Regions from separate parts of the Gossypium hirsutum genome. Here region 2 is linked to region 1. Evidence: chromatin contacts called from public Hi-C data. All regions are on one chromosome and are shown on one strand. The core of a region is the stretch at or near the end of the contact, and the rest is flanking DNA. Distances in the headings are between cores, read along the strand shown.

What was found. A called contact is a pair of places that touch in the nucleus more often than the background predicts.
Region 2: a contact with region 1 is called in a Hi-C map of leaf, with 4 times the contacts expected there. The contact joins the enhancer-like site here to the promoter of LOC107957027 in region 1. A contact is called at or near these places in 9 of 34 Hi-C or Micro-C datasets (callus, cotyledon, hypocotyl and 3 more).

What each region holds. Positions count from the first base shown.
Region 1 is chrA05:83,266,579-83,273,759 of Gossypium_hirsutum_v2.1, reverse strand. It overlaps LOC107957027 (transcription factor TCP20), which reads left to right and starts at 2,139. Exons shown (of 2, transcript XM_016892451.2): 1 at 2,139-3,611; 2 at 3,716-4,056. The coding sequence starts at 2,486. The coding sequence ends at 3,388.
Region 2 is chrA05:83,401,544-83,408,077 of Gossypium_hirsutum_v2.1, reverse strand. No RefSeq gene overlaps it. Among protein-coding and RNA genes, the nearest start is that of LOC121230015, 47 kb to the left of the region's middle. Within about 2 kb of position 2,012, at least 5 of the 9 cell types and tissues checked have an H3K27ac peak or open chromatin away from gene starts, as enhancers often do. A contact at or near this core is called in hypocotyl and leaf, where this site is marked.

The sequences.
Region 1 (7,181 bases), core at 890-3,389:
ATCAAAATAGGTTTTCAAATATTGAGTTATGGCATGAGGTAATAGGCCATGTACATTTCAAAGGATTACAAAGATTGATAATATATAATCTTTTTAAAGGACTACCAAAGTTAGAGGGAGTAATTCCAAATATGTGTGGTGAGTGCTTAAAGAGGAAGTAATAGTGTGAGTCACTTCCCAATTATAATTGATTCAAACAATTGAACCTTTAAAGCTTCTATAAATGAATTTGATAGGGTCAATGAAGATTTAAAGCTTAGGATGTAAAAGATATGTTCTTGTAAGTGTAGATGACTATTCCATGTTTACATAGGTAAGATTCTTGTGTGAAAAGTTCAACACATCTGATGCCTTCAAGAAACTGTGTAAAAAAGCTGAGAATGAAAATTGTTATCTTATTGGGAAAATTGTTAGGATGCATGACCAAGTAGAGGAATTTGAGAATGAATAATTCTCATATATTTTTGACAATACGACATTCAACATGAGTTTTTTGGTCCAAAAACTCCATAACAGAACGAGATTATTAAGAGTAACAATAGGACAATTTAGGATATTGCTCGTGTTATGCTAAGTGCCATGGGAATTTCTCACAGGTTTTAGGTAGAAGCTATTGATATAACTTACCATATGATTAATAGTCTTGTAGAGGCCAAAGACTAAAATGACACCTTATGAGATGTGTAGAGGAGGGAAGTTAGTAATTGGTACTTCCATGTGTTTGGGAGTGTCTAATACATTCAATAAACTTTATAACTATATGATAATAACATATCAATAAATGATTTATAGAAGTAGTAATACTAATAGTAGCTAAAAAATAGTAGAAAAGATGTTATAATAGTACATTATTGACAGTATATGAATAAATTATTTTTTATATTATCAAAGTGAAATTATACTTCAAGCTTTATAATATAAAAAATAATAAGTTAATTTACTAAGTTATACATTTTAGATTTAAATTTTTCTTAATATGCTAAGTCATAATTAATTCTCAACTAATATATAGTATAGAAGTAAATAATAATATTTTATAACAAATTAATTACATAATTATAAAATCAATAAGTGGTTGGAAGAAGTGGACTAAATTCGAATTTTGGAGTCGATATCCTTGAGAAGGCTTTACTTGAATATCACTTTGCCCGATCAAGATTAATCTCACTGTAAAATAAATCAAAACACATGTAGTTATACCAAAAAAAATCATAATCATTATTTTGATTGAAATATAATATTTATTTCTTTAAAAATATAATATTTATATTTTAAATAATTCAAGTTTAAATTGTTATAGAAAAATTAAAATAAAAAAAAATATTACATTCCTTTTTATTGATATTATTATATTGATTTATATTTTAAAATTCATATTAATAATAAATACATAGATAATTAGTTTTAACCATGTAAACGTGATATCATTAAATCATTATTTATTTTATTTATTTTATAATACCACATAGATATTATTAAAATTAATTATCCATATTATATAAAAATTATTTAATATACTATTGAGTTTTAAAACTTCACAAATAGGTGCAGAGGCGAATCTCGGGGCTGGCATAGGTCCCGTCCTCTTAAAATAAAAAATTATTATTTAGGCCTTCTAATTTTTTTAAAAAATTTTAAATTAATAAAGGTAAAATTACACTTTTACTCTCTAAAATTATAAAAATTCGATTTAATTTTTTAAAAATTATAAATATATAGACTATAAAAAATTAAAATTATTTTGCCCCTAAAAAATTGTTCTAGCTTCGTTACTAAACAAGTGATTGACAAGTATCGTGTAAAAATATAATGAAACATTCAAAAATAAATATTTTAAAAAATAAATATAAAATTTTAAAATTATTTATAAAATAAATAAAAATTTACCCTTATTATATTGCTTTTATTATAATGTAGGGTGAAGGTGTGATGAAGAGAAATGGAAGAAATCCATCAATCTATGGATATTACATATGGTTATATGGGGATGCGTGAATATCTTATTTATAATTTTGAAATTGTAATTTATAATAATAATTATTGTAAATGATATATTCTGTGCGAATTAGTGTCTTCAGGTGAAAATGGCAGTTCAAGTAGCTATCATATCAGAAATGTTAGTCAAAAGCCCCCTTCACTGCAGTGAGAAAAAGGGGAAGTGACGAAGAAAGGAAAGGCTCATGCATTCATACATGAGCCATGGAGAGAGAAAAGAAAGAAAAATGACATCTTGTGAAAACCAAGAATAAAAATTTTGACATTTCGGGAGTGTGGGCTTTGGGATTTCAATATTATAATTATCATAGTTTGTCTTCACATTCCTTGTCAGAGAACAGTGAAAAGTCATCAAAGTCTAGGACTTTTCAGGTCACCTTCTTCAATCAAAGAGGACTCCTCTTTATATATATATATATATATATATATTTTTTTTTTTTTTTGTTCTTTTAATTTGCCCCCACACCCCCCACCCATTTTTTACCTGTTTATGGATCCCAAGGGCGCCAAGCAGCCTCCAGAGGAAGTAGCCAACTTGTTGAGCCTGCCACCCCAACCCCAACAGCAACGGCCTCAAAACATGGGAGAGAATAAAGAAGCAGAAATCAAGGATTTCCAGATTGTGGTTGCAGATAAAGGAGAAGGGAAGAAGCAACAGTTGGCCCCAAAGAGAAGTTCTAACAAAGACAGGCACACCAAAGTTGAAGGAAGAGGTAGAAGGATAAGGATGCCTGCTTTATGTGCTGCTAGAATCTTTCAGTTGACCAGGGAATTGGGTCACAAGTCTGATGGGGAAACAATACAGTGGCTGTTACAACAAGCTGAACCATCAATAATTGCCGCCACTGGGAGCGGAACAATTCCAGCATCAGCTTTGGCTGCAGCTTGGGGCTCAGTTTCACAGCCAGGGGCCTCTCTATCAGCAGGGTTGCACCAAAAGATGGAAGATTTAGGGGGGTCCAGTATAGGATCAGGGAGCAGTAGGACCAGTTGGACAATGGTTGGTGGCAATTTGGGAAGACCCCATCATGTGGCGACCGGGTTATGGCCACCAGTCAGTGGTTTTGGGTTTCAGTCATCATCTGGTCCGTCTACAACAAATTTTGGCAGTGATAGTTCCAATTATCTGCAAAAGCTTGGGTTTCCAGGTTTTGACTTGCCAGCTAGTAACATGGGTCAGATAAGTTTCACCTCAATCTTGGGCGGAGCTAATCAGCAGCTCCCGGGTTTGGAACTTGGGTTATCTCAAGATGGTCATATTGGGGTCTTAAATCCTCATGCTTTGGACCAGATTTATCAGCAGATGGAGCAAGCTCGGATGCAACCCCAACATCAGCATCAGCACCAGCAACAAACCCCTGCTAAGGATGACTCCCAAGGATCGGGCCAGTAAAGTTTTAAACTTTGAGAGCAAGATGAAAAAGAGTAGGATTCCTGAGACACAGGATGGCTTTGTTTTTTCTTGTAATGGTTCAGTATTGTATAATGGGGAAAACCAAAAAAAAAAAATAACAAGTGTGAGAGAAATGGATACTTTTCCTCTCAGAAATCTATGGGGAATAGATTGAGTGGCTTCTTTCTTTCTGCACTGCTTCACCCAAGTTTCCATTACAGAGGTTGTTTCTCTTGATTCATGCCTTCTGTTGAACTTGCATCCTCCGAATTCTTCAGAGAAGTACTAATTCTTTTGTGCTAAACTATTTTACTGTGGAGTGTGCAGGTGGAGCTTTGCGCATCTCAGTAGCTTGGATTTGGGCTCAACTTCTTGTTTGATCCAGGGTGTGTTGATTGTGATGCAAGGCAAATCTAATTGTTTTCTTCTTCACTACGTGTGGATAGATTGGCAACGGTTTGTTTGTGAAATTAAAAATAGGAATTCACAGTAATACATGTCCAGTTTCTTGTTAGATGAAGTAAGATTTCTTGTTTCTCTAAAAGAATATATTCTTGCACATAAAGGGCTAATTATTGATTACACCGTGGGCTCTGGCTGCCAGACCAAGCATGTTTCCTGCTATAGCATGTCATCTATCATATAAGAATCTAGTTCTTTTGTCATCACTTGAAAGTCGCTCCTTTGCAATGATCTTACCTTGTTTGGAAAGCTCTTTAGTGATAGTCCTTTTGTTGAACACCATATATTTCTCTCTAACATCCTAAATTACCATAGGTTCATTTTTTGTTTAAGGAACTTGTATCCACCCACCGCTTGAGCTTGACATATAAAGAGACTTGGCTTAGCATTCATGTATCATAGGATGTGTTATTAACTGTTTATATCTTCCTTGGATGTGCTATCACCAAATTGCCTAAGTAACTTTTCTAAACTGCGCTCTTAGTAAACTCTTGCTCCAGGTACAATGTTTTTAAAGAAACAATTTAGTGGTTGTGGAAAATTAACCTTGATATAAAGCTGATATAAAACCACTTTTTTTTACAAAGTTAACATATTTGATAAAATTTTCTATAAAATACTTGGTGGGACTTTTATCAAAAAAAATACTGTAAGAGTAAAGCTTTAAGGAAATAGTGCAAGAAATGAGAATGACTATATATACCCATGAGATAAAATTACCGTGGTCCTAACAAGTCTAGAGCTTGCAGGTTTAATGTGTACTGAAATAGACATTTCAGGTTAACTTTGTCTTCTACTAGTTCTGTAATTGGATTGAAGCTTTTGCCCTCATATGGTGTTTTTGTAGAGTGTATTTATGTTCCTGTTGGATTTTCCATACTGTATTTATTGTCACTTACTCCTAGTCCTATATGGCAGCCTTTCAGGTTGACTATAGCATGACCATAGGAATCTAAATCTTTTGAATCCCTGCCTGGCCCTTTTTAAGTCACTGAGCATCTCAGCCTCACTTAATGTTGCTTCAAGGTGTCAATTTCATTGTAAAAAAAAGAACCAACAGCTACAAAACTACATGATGTGAAGCAATTCATTGAACAAATCTGATTAAATTTGTGTTCTAAACAACATGGTGTGTATTATATTTAAGCTGAGCATTTTGATTGCATGATATCCACCTGCTGATGTTGAGGGTAGATGGAGGAATACGATGACAACAACATCCATTTGATTTATATTTTAAAGAACAACTAAATCCAAAACTAAGCATTGCTGCATAAAGTATGAAAATGATTTGAGAAAGGTGTAGGAGGAGGAGGATAAGGGCATGCATTAATTGAAGTCCCCTGTTTTTATTGAAGGTGAAGAAAGAAATGGGTAGTAGGGGGAGTTCAAGTAGCAGGCAATTAATTACAAAGAAAGCCCAATTAAGCTTTGGTGTTGAATTGGAACGCCCACTCGAATCATCCCGCAAAGACAAAAGGGAATATGATAATGAAGTCCACTTCTACAGCTGGTAGCCATGAACCTCAACCTTTTCTGCACCTTCAATTCTAGATGATCTGAATCTATAGCTATAGCGACCATTTCTTAGATTCTGCCTTTATATATTTATATATGTTTCTTTGTACACCTTTCCTTTCTTATCCTATCCTAGTGTGTGCTTTGCATAAACCGTGAATTCTTAGGCTAAAATAAAATGAAATGAATTACACACCAATAGACTAAACTTCTATAGAATTTTCGCGATGATCACGGTCGGCTTTTCAGGATTATAATAGGGATAATATCACATTTGGCACTTATACTTTCATAAAATATTCAATGTTACTTGCACTTTAAAAATGTCCAATATGGTATCTAAACTATCAATTTATGTATTATTTGGTTCATGTACTTTCATAAAATGTCCAATAGCACTTCTACTTCGAAAATGTTGAATGTACTACCTAAACTATCAATATGTGTATATCCTTAGTAAATGCTAAACCAACCAATGAAAAATTGACACGTAGATTTTTTTTCAAATCATTTATCCCACATGGATAATATAACATTACGTGAAAATATAAATAAAAATAAATAAATTAAATTTAAAAAATAATTAAACCTAAAAAAAATAAGTTTAACTTTAAAATTTTAATTTCATTGCTTGAGATTTTTTCTTAGAGGAAATTTGAATAACAAAGCAGTAATAAGTTTGAGGTTGCAACTTTTAACTCAAAATTTCATCAAATTTTTTAAAACTCTAATTTTTTCAAAATTTTCCGAAATTTATACAAGCTAAAATTTTCAAAAGTTTGTCTCTTGCTTGACTTTTTAATCTTGAATGGGAGGTTGAATAACTTGATTTCAACTACCATGGCATTCTCCAAATTTTGTTTCTGAAATGTTTGGATTCATCTTAAGCTAAGAGTGAGAAGGTTTTGAAAGAAAGTTTGCAAAAAATCAAGATCAACTTTTTGCAATTAGGATTTCGTACGGAGAAAATTTCATTTCAAATGGGAAGCTCTTAGGAGAAGATGACTTTAGTATACTTTAACGAAGAATATGACGGTTTTGCTTATATAACTTAAAATTTATGAAATTAGTCCTTAAAACTTTAACTATTCAACTAAGGTAACATCCTCAAATTTTAACAATAACGCAAAATACGACATGGGTCAACTAGCTTGAGATATCAAAATTTCGAAAACATAAAAAATTACAAGATAACTAAATTGAACATACCAATTTGAGCTTGAAACTTTAAAAATCCTAAGTTTTTTTCTTTTTTACTTTGGTTTAATGAAGAAAAGAATGGAAATGTTTTTTTTTATTACCCATTATCTATACTTCTATTTTAATGGCTTTTTATTTAGTTATTAACAATGTTATATATATAATATAAAACATACATATTACTAATTAATCGGCCATATACACACTTAACTAAGGTATATTTCTCATTTAAACCTTTTATAATTAATTCTAATTATAATTATAATTCCTTAATAAATTGTACTTTTACCATTTAGTCTTTATACTTAAATTAAACATTAATTCAATGAAATTATCTAACCAAAATTCAATTCGCTTCTAATATAATTCCGTAATTATTTAATAATAATATTTAAGAGTCCAGGTTACGGAAATGAGATTTCGAAACCAAACTTTCTGACACCACTGACTTTCGGGTCGTTACACGCTACATACACCAACGCAGGCTGCCTAACATTAGTCTAATTAGCACCTTGACTCGATGCCTTCTATCTAAAACCCATACCATTACCACCTCTAAAATGGCCCCAGCCTCTCGGAAGCTGCTGAACTACCCTCTTAAGCTGAACCCGAT
Region 2 (6,534 bases), core at 763-3,262, 130 kb before region 1:
CAAATAGAACACAAACTAAAAATAAAGTCTAAACAAATTTATAGCCCAAAATAATTAAAAACATAAATTATCTTATTTTATAAACTGAGAATTAATCTGAGCTCCTGCACGCCGTTCGGTCCTAAGTATAAAGGTTACTTGAAAAGTCAGAGATTAAACAAAGGGGTTAGCTATAAAGCTTAGTGTGCAACAAACTCAAATAAAACAACGAAAAATTAACAAAATCATAGAGAATTTCATAACAATCATGTGAGCAAATTGAGAATGCGTGCTTATGCCATTGCAATATTTTTCAGAAAATGTAATGCATGTTTTATTAAAAAAAATCCTACCCAACTCCGCTATACACCAAATAGAGTTTCCCAGACTCGTCCATCCCATCACACCAACAGAATAATTATGGTCAATGTCACTAAAGGTTGCAGTTAAAAACTACCAAATCGGATATATGTGGACAAGTCACTATATTGCAATCAAGCTGCCATAACAACATATGTGTTTGGTCGAGCCACCATAAATGTAGACATACTGCCAGATAGAAATGTGGATAAACCACTAGATAATGCAAATCATTAAACTGCCAGAACTTCCTCCATATCATAATATCCCAACCCCATGCAACCTGACATGGCATGCATAAACTGAAATAGAATGGTAAGCATGTTGAACATGCATTCATATTATTGATAGAAACCAGTAAGCATGTGATTTCATGCTTTGCAGATAGATATATCATAATTACATATCACCTTAACAAGAAAAGCCACAATGTCACATGCATGGTCACAAAGCCGATTCAAAAATACAAATTAACATAATCGTACATCATACATACATATACAGATATGGCGAATCAAGACATACCATTAGAACTATCAGTATCAAGTCATACAAATATATATTACACATACCATAAACACATCAACACAGACGCATATTTACATATACCTTGTTTTCAAGTCTTATTTAAGCAGTATGAACCCTATGGAGAGGCTAATTATGATTCACGGATCAAATCAGGCCAAAATGGAAATTTTAAAAAATGGGCCCACATGGTCATGTGGCCCACACGGCCCAAATAGCCTAGCAAACTTACTCCACAATCGCGAAAACTCGACAACAAACAGACAATCTAACCCCAAAATACTTACCTCGCACAGTTCTCACGAACTAATTAGCAAGAGGGTGAAAATTTTTGAAAATAACAGGAAAAAAGGTAGAAAATCCAAAGGAATTAAAGAACAAATAGAAAGAAGAGACGATATAAGAAAAAACAAGAAAACCAAAATGGGAAAAGGTGAAAGAGATAAAAAATAAAAGAAAAGAAAAAGAATAATAATGGGGTGAGGGAAACGTGGAGCAAAACAAACAATTTGTTTTTGGAAAATTCAAAAATTTAAAAAATAATAATAGATGATAATAACTAACCAACAAATTTTGTTTTGATTAACTATCGGTTTTTCCCAAAGTTTAAATTTAACTCAATAACTGACACAAGGCAACGTAATGCCAGGAACTAAAAATTTAATTTTGTTTTACTTATGTAAGAATTTGAACACAAGACCAAAGGGTAAACTAAAGCCTTATCACTGAACCAACAGGTTCATTCTTGTTGTTATTTGTGCAAAAATAAAACATAAACCAGATGCTCAAGGATCAAGGGTAAGACAAAAATAACTAAAATTTTAAAGAGCATTATTTAAACATAGAATCTCACACCCAAGCACAACTCTCAACTACTGAACCACGTTAAATTTCCTTAACAAAATTTTTACATTCTTAACTCAAAACCAATAAGTGACAACTCTCGACTTCACTAACTCAATATTTTCTAACCCAATTTTTGGGATATGACAAATATTCTCACCAAACCGTATCACATGGTTTTTCTCCTTGCCTAGGCTAGTTTCAACTGCTATGGTTCCAAATTGGTAAAGACATTACCCATTGTAGATGTATGAGCTCCTATCAATGACCCATCATCAAATCCCACATTCTCTTGGACTACAGATGGGTTAGCCCTATTAATATTCATAGGCATAAGGACCATAACAGGTTTCTTTGGCCCACTAAATAATACCCCTTTCCCTTTGGCCCGATCTCCTAGTTTCTTGCTTAACCCATCTGCCTTTCCCTTAAAAGCGAAACATGCGTTCACACTAGTGACGTTACTATCTTTTTGCATTAAAACTTGAGATTTTTTTTCGTGATCGGCGACTTCTTCAATTGCTCCCTGATTTTGGGTTCTAACTAAAACTGAAAATCTTGACTCATGAAATTTCGGCATCTAATCATGTGTTTTACTCTCTTCCATTACGAGCTTTTCGTCTTTGCTTCCTTCCCACAAGCATCCAAGACCCAAACTTCTCTACTCTGTAGTTCAACTCTACCGTATCAAAATTCTTCCGTGAATCATCTTCTCTTCCCTTATCACGGCCGCCTAACGACGGACAAACGTCTTGGACATGATCGTATCTACCACATCCAAAGCAAACGTTTGGTAAAGCCTCATATTCCACTCTTTGGAGAGTGCCATCAATTATGATCTTTGGCTTCGACCAAACTTCCCGATTCACATAGATTGTCATTCTCACAAAGTGGCCCCGCGATCCATTTTCTGCATTATAATCAATTTTCACAACTCGTCCAATCTCATCTTTCATTCAAATTTTTTTCCTTTACCCATCAGATCAATGGAATTTATGTATATGCAACCAATATGACATTGTTTCAAAATGAAATAATTGGTAGTAGTAAAGAACAAAGAAAAAAAATGAAAGAAAAATTAAAAACTAATTTATACAATTATTTTAATAAGTAATATCTTCAACCTTTTGCTTTTATCTTTTAAATTGCTGTCTTTTGTAGAGAAAAAAACAAAATATAAAATCAAAAGAGAAAGAGATAGTTGATATATTGCTCAAACGTGTAGATGGTATGCAAGGATAATGGTTAGGTCCATGTATATCTTATCAAAAAGAGGCATTTGGTAAGAGATTCTGGCTTTTTTGGTGCTCATCAATTGGTGGGTCTCTCTCCAATTCTAATTATGTGCTGCAACTTTCTTTCACGTTGATGAACAACCCAGCACCAAGTTGCAGTATTGTACAACTTAACAGTAGTATTGTACAAGAAATATTAATTCGATGAAGAAATAAACTAGCTAGAGGCCTATCAACTTTCACTTGAAAGTTTGCTACTATGGGTATATAATTTCCAATTTAGATCATCATGCCTTTGCTAAATGCTTAAAAAAAGACAATAAACAATTACACTTTGTATGCATTGCATGCCAGCCAAATAGCTATAAATGTTTGTTTATTTGCTTTCGAATTATTAGGCCTTGGAATTATTTACCAAAACGAATTGCTATGTTGGTGAGAGCTTGGCATTCAAATGGGGGGAAGAAACAAAACTTTTGATAAGGATTGGAGTAGGAATGGAAAATTATTAAAAAAACAAAGAAAGATCCAAGCTAATCACAATTCTTAATAGGAACATTAAGTGTTAAAAGAAAATAATAAAGAAATAAAAAATTAGATGTTTTACCTTACCATTCAATGTTTGAATTCATGTGAGGTTGGCTTTGATAATTTTCTTTCCACAGTTAAGCTAAGCTTTCAAAGAGGGGAGGTCCCCTTTGTCTACATGATAGGAAGCACGTCTGACAAGCAATGCAATCTCTAACATAGACATATACCCATTCTAACCATAGTCATCTTCACAACCCAAAGGAATTGCTCTTCTCCACATCTAAACGAAGTGCTCAAATTCTATAAAATTATATTGTAGACTGAAATTTCTTTTTGGCAAATTTAATCTCTCTACTATAGTTTTCATTTTTTTCTCTTACTTTTAAATACACATTTTCGATTCGGATGCAAATTTGATAAAATAATTTAATGTAGTTGTGTTTTTTAAATGCAGTGGTTTTACATATATACATTATTATTTTTTGTACAAATAAAAAACTTATTTACATTTTAAAAGAATTAACAGTAAATATTAGCTTTAGGACTAAAATTACATATTTTAAAAAGTAGAGAGATTAGAAAGTATCAAATTATAGTAAATGAATTAAATTTACAAAAAGAAAAAAGAGAGAAAACATAGTACAAGAATCTTTTGTAAAACTTGACCTAACAAAATTATAAGGTTTTTTTTTTTGGATACATCTCCTAAACCTATAAACCTCAAATCCTAAGAGTTTAAACACATTTAAGTGAATTTGAACTCACTATTTTTAAATTACTGTAACAATAATAATACTAAATGAGTTTATAGTAAGTCGACAGGCCATACCTTAAAAAAGAAAAAGAAAAAAAAGTATGTACACAGTAAAAAGGAGAAGTAAATAATAAATAAATATATCTATATATGCCCTCATTTCTTCAATGATCCATCCCAAAACCATCCTCAAGTTGCTTAATAATCAAGTTTGGGAGAATGATTAAAGAAAAGGGAGAAAACTAACTGAAAGGGGATTTGTATGTGATGCAATGATATCCCCACTATGGTGACCAAGAATTGCATGGATTATATATTCATATTCATACGAATAAAGACAAAGTTTTGTGATACAGATACCATGTAAGTCATTATCATGGACATGAAGTGATTTAAGCTTAAATACAACTTATTCTGTTTTTTTTTTTGTTTAAAAACAATAGATTGCATGATTTAATTAAATTAGACACTAGTTGAAATATAAGTTATTCTTCTTCTGATATAATCATTGTTGAAATTCAATAGCGAAAAAGGGTCCCAAAAATTATGCCATGCCAACCGGAAAGTAAAAGTGAGCTTGGACCAATTACCTCAACAAAAGAATTCATATCTTGCCCCATATGAAGCAAAAGTGGTTAGATTTTGTTGACCAAAGAAAGGAAATACAGTTGTTAGATTTATGATCACTGCATGATTTGATTCAACTTGAGAAATAAAAGATGGGGAGATATTAGATTTCAGTTTTGCAGTCTAATTCGGGTGACTTGTATAAGGATAGAACTCGTGATTGGTTTGAATTAAAGATTTAAATGGAAAATATTCACCATATCATTATTATTTTCAAGTTGCTGTGAAATTGTAATATACCAATTACAATAACATCACTACATTTGGTTTAGCTATCGTGATCAAGTTTTAAAAGGATTAAGATATAAAGTTGGGAGTTTTCTATTCAATCATATAGGCTAAATATATTAATAAAATAATGGACACCAGATATGGAACAAATCGCTTTCAAAGCAAGAAATAAAAAAATATTCTTACAGTTAACTATTTAAGAAATGAAATTGGACACCGTAGTCTTTTTTCTCAAGCTGTAATTCGCATCCACTAAATCTAATAATTTAGAGACTTTAACAAGTGTGTTTTACTTTCCCTTACCTTATTAAACTTTAGAAATGCAAGTAAGCTAAACCAACTTAAGCATTCCCTCTTTCATTTTATTAAAAGAATATTTTTCAAATAATCATTCCGTTTAATTTTCTCTATTTTCTTAACCCCCAAAGTTTATGTTTGAGGATCCTATGTGCTCAAAATGACATTGTGTAAAAAAATGAAAAGGGTGTTTTAAGAAATGTGCAAATCATCGTCCTCCTTCATACAATTTCTGTGAACAAGTTGATGAGTCTTCAAGTGTCAATTTCTAGAGAAATATCATATTTGATGAGGTATCACTCCATGTTTGATGTGAATTTTGAATTGTCAGAACTGAGCAACACTTGACTAGGGACCCACTTATGTAGTGCAGGATCACTAAATTCAACAAATGTATTCATTTTTTTTGGGCAGATTTTGACGTTTGAGGGTTCCCATGATTAATTTCATTTTTACAAAATTTTTAACTTTATTTTTTGATAATGTATGAGAAGGATGACCTCAAAGGGTTAGAAAGGTTACCATCCAAACAGACAATCAAGTCCTTTGCAAGAACCAAAATATATTGTAAATAATATTTTAAGTTTGAGATTTGTGGATAAAGAAAATAACAATAAAAGAATTTTATGCTCGGTTGAGGTCTTAACTCAACTTTGATAGTGTTTTCAGTTGCACAGTGAGTTGAGACTTACTTAATTTTGTTGGCATATTTAGATAAGAGGAAAATGATTATTTTTCTACACCTTTTTTAAAGAATATTGAGCAACAACTTTTAGATCATGATTGGTGAAAATATTCAATCAAATAAAGATTTTTTGAAAACTTTTAGTATGCTTCACTTGCCTGAGAAATGACAATAGAAGAAGTTAAAGTGAAGAAGATCTATTTTATCTCATGCCATAACATGGAGTTTGAAGGAGCCATAATTTTAGTGGTTTATCATAATCATACTAGTTCGAATGCACAAGTTTTAAAATATTTATATGTTGAAGACTTGTTTATTGTTTTTAGCGTCCGAATTAGATAACTTGATTCTGCTCATTATGAAAAACCTGGATGAATTCTTTTGTTTCTAAACAAAATGTTTTTATTAATTTGGTCCAAGTTTTCACAAGGAAAAGAGTTAGTAGGATAGTTGAATCTAGATAATTG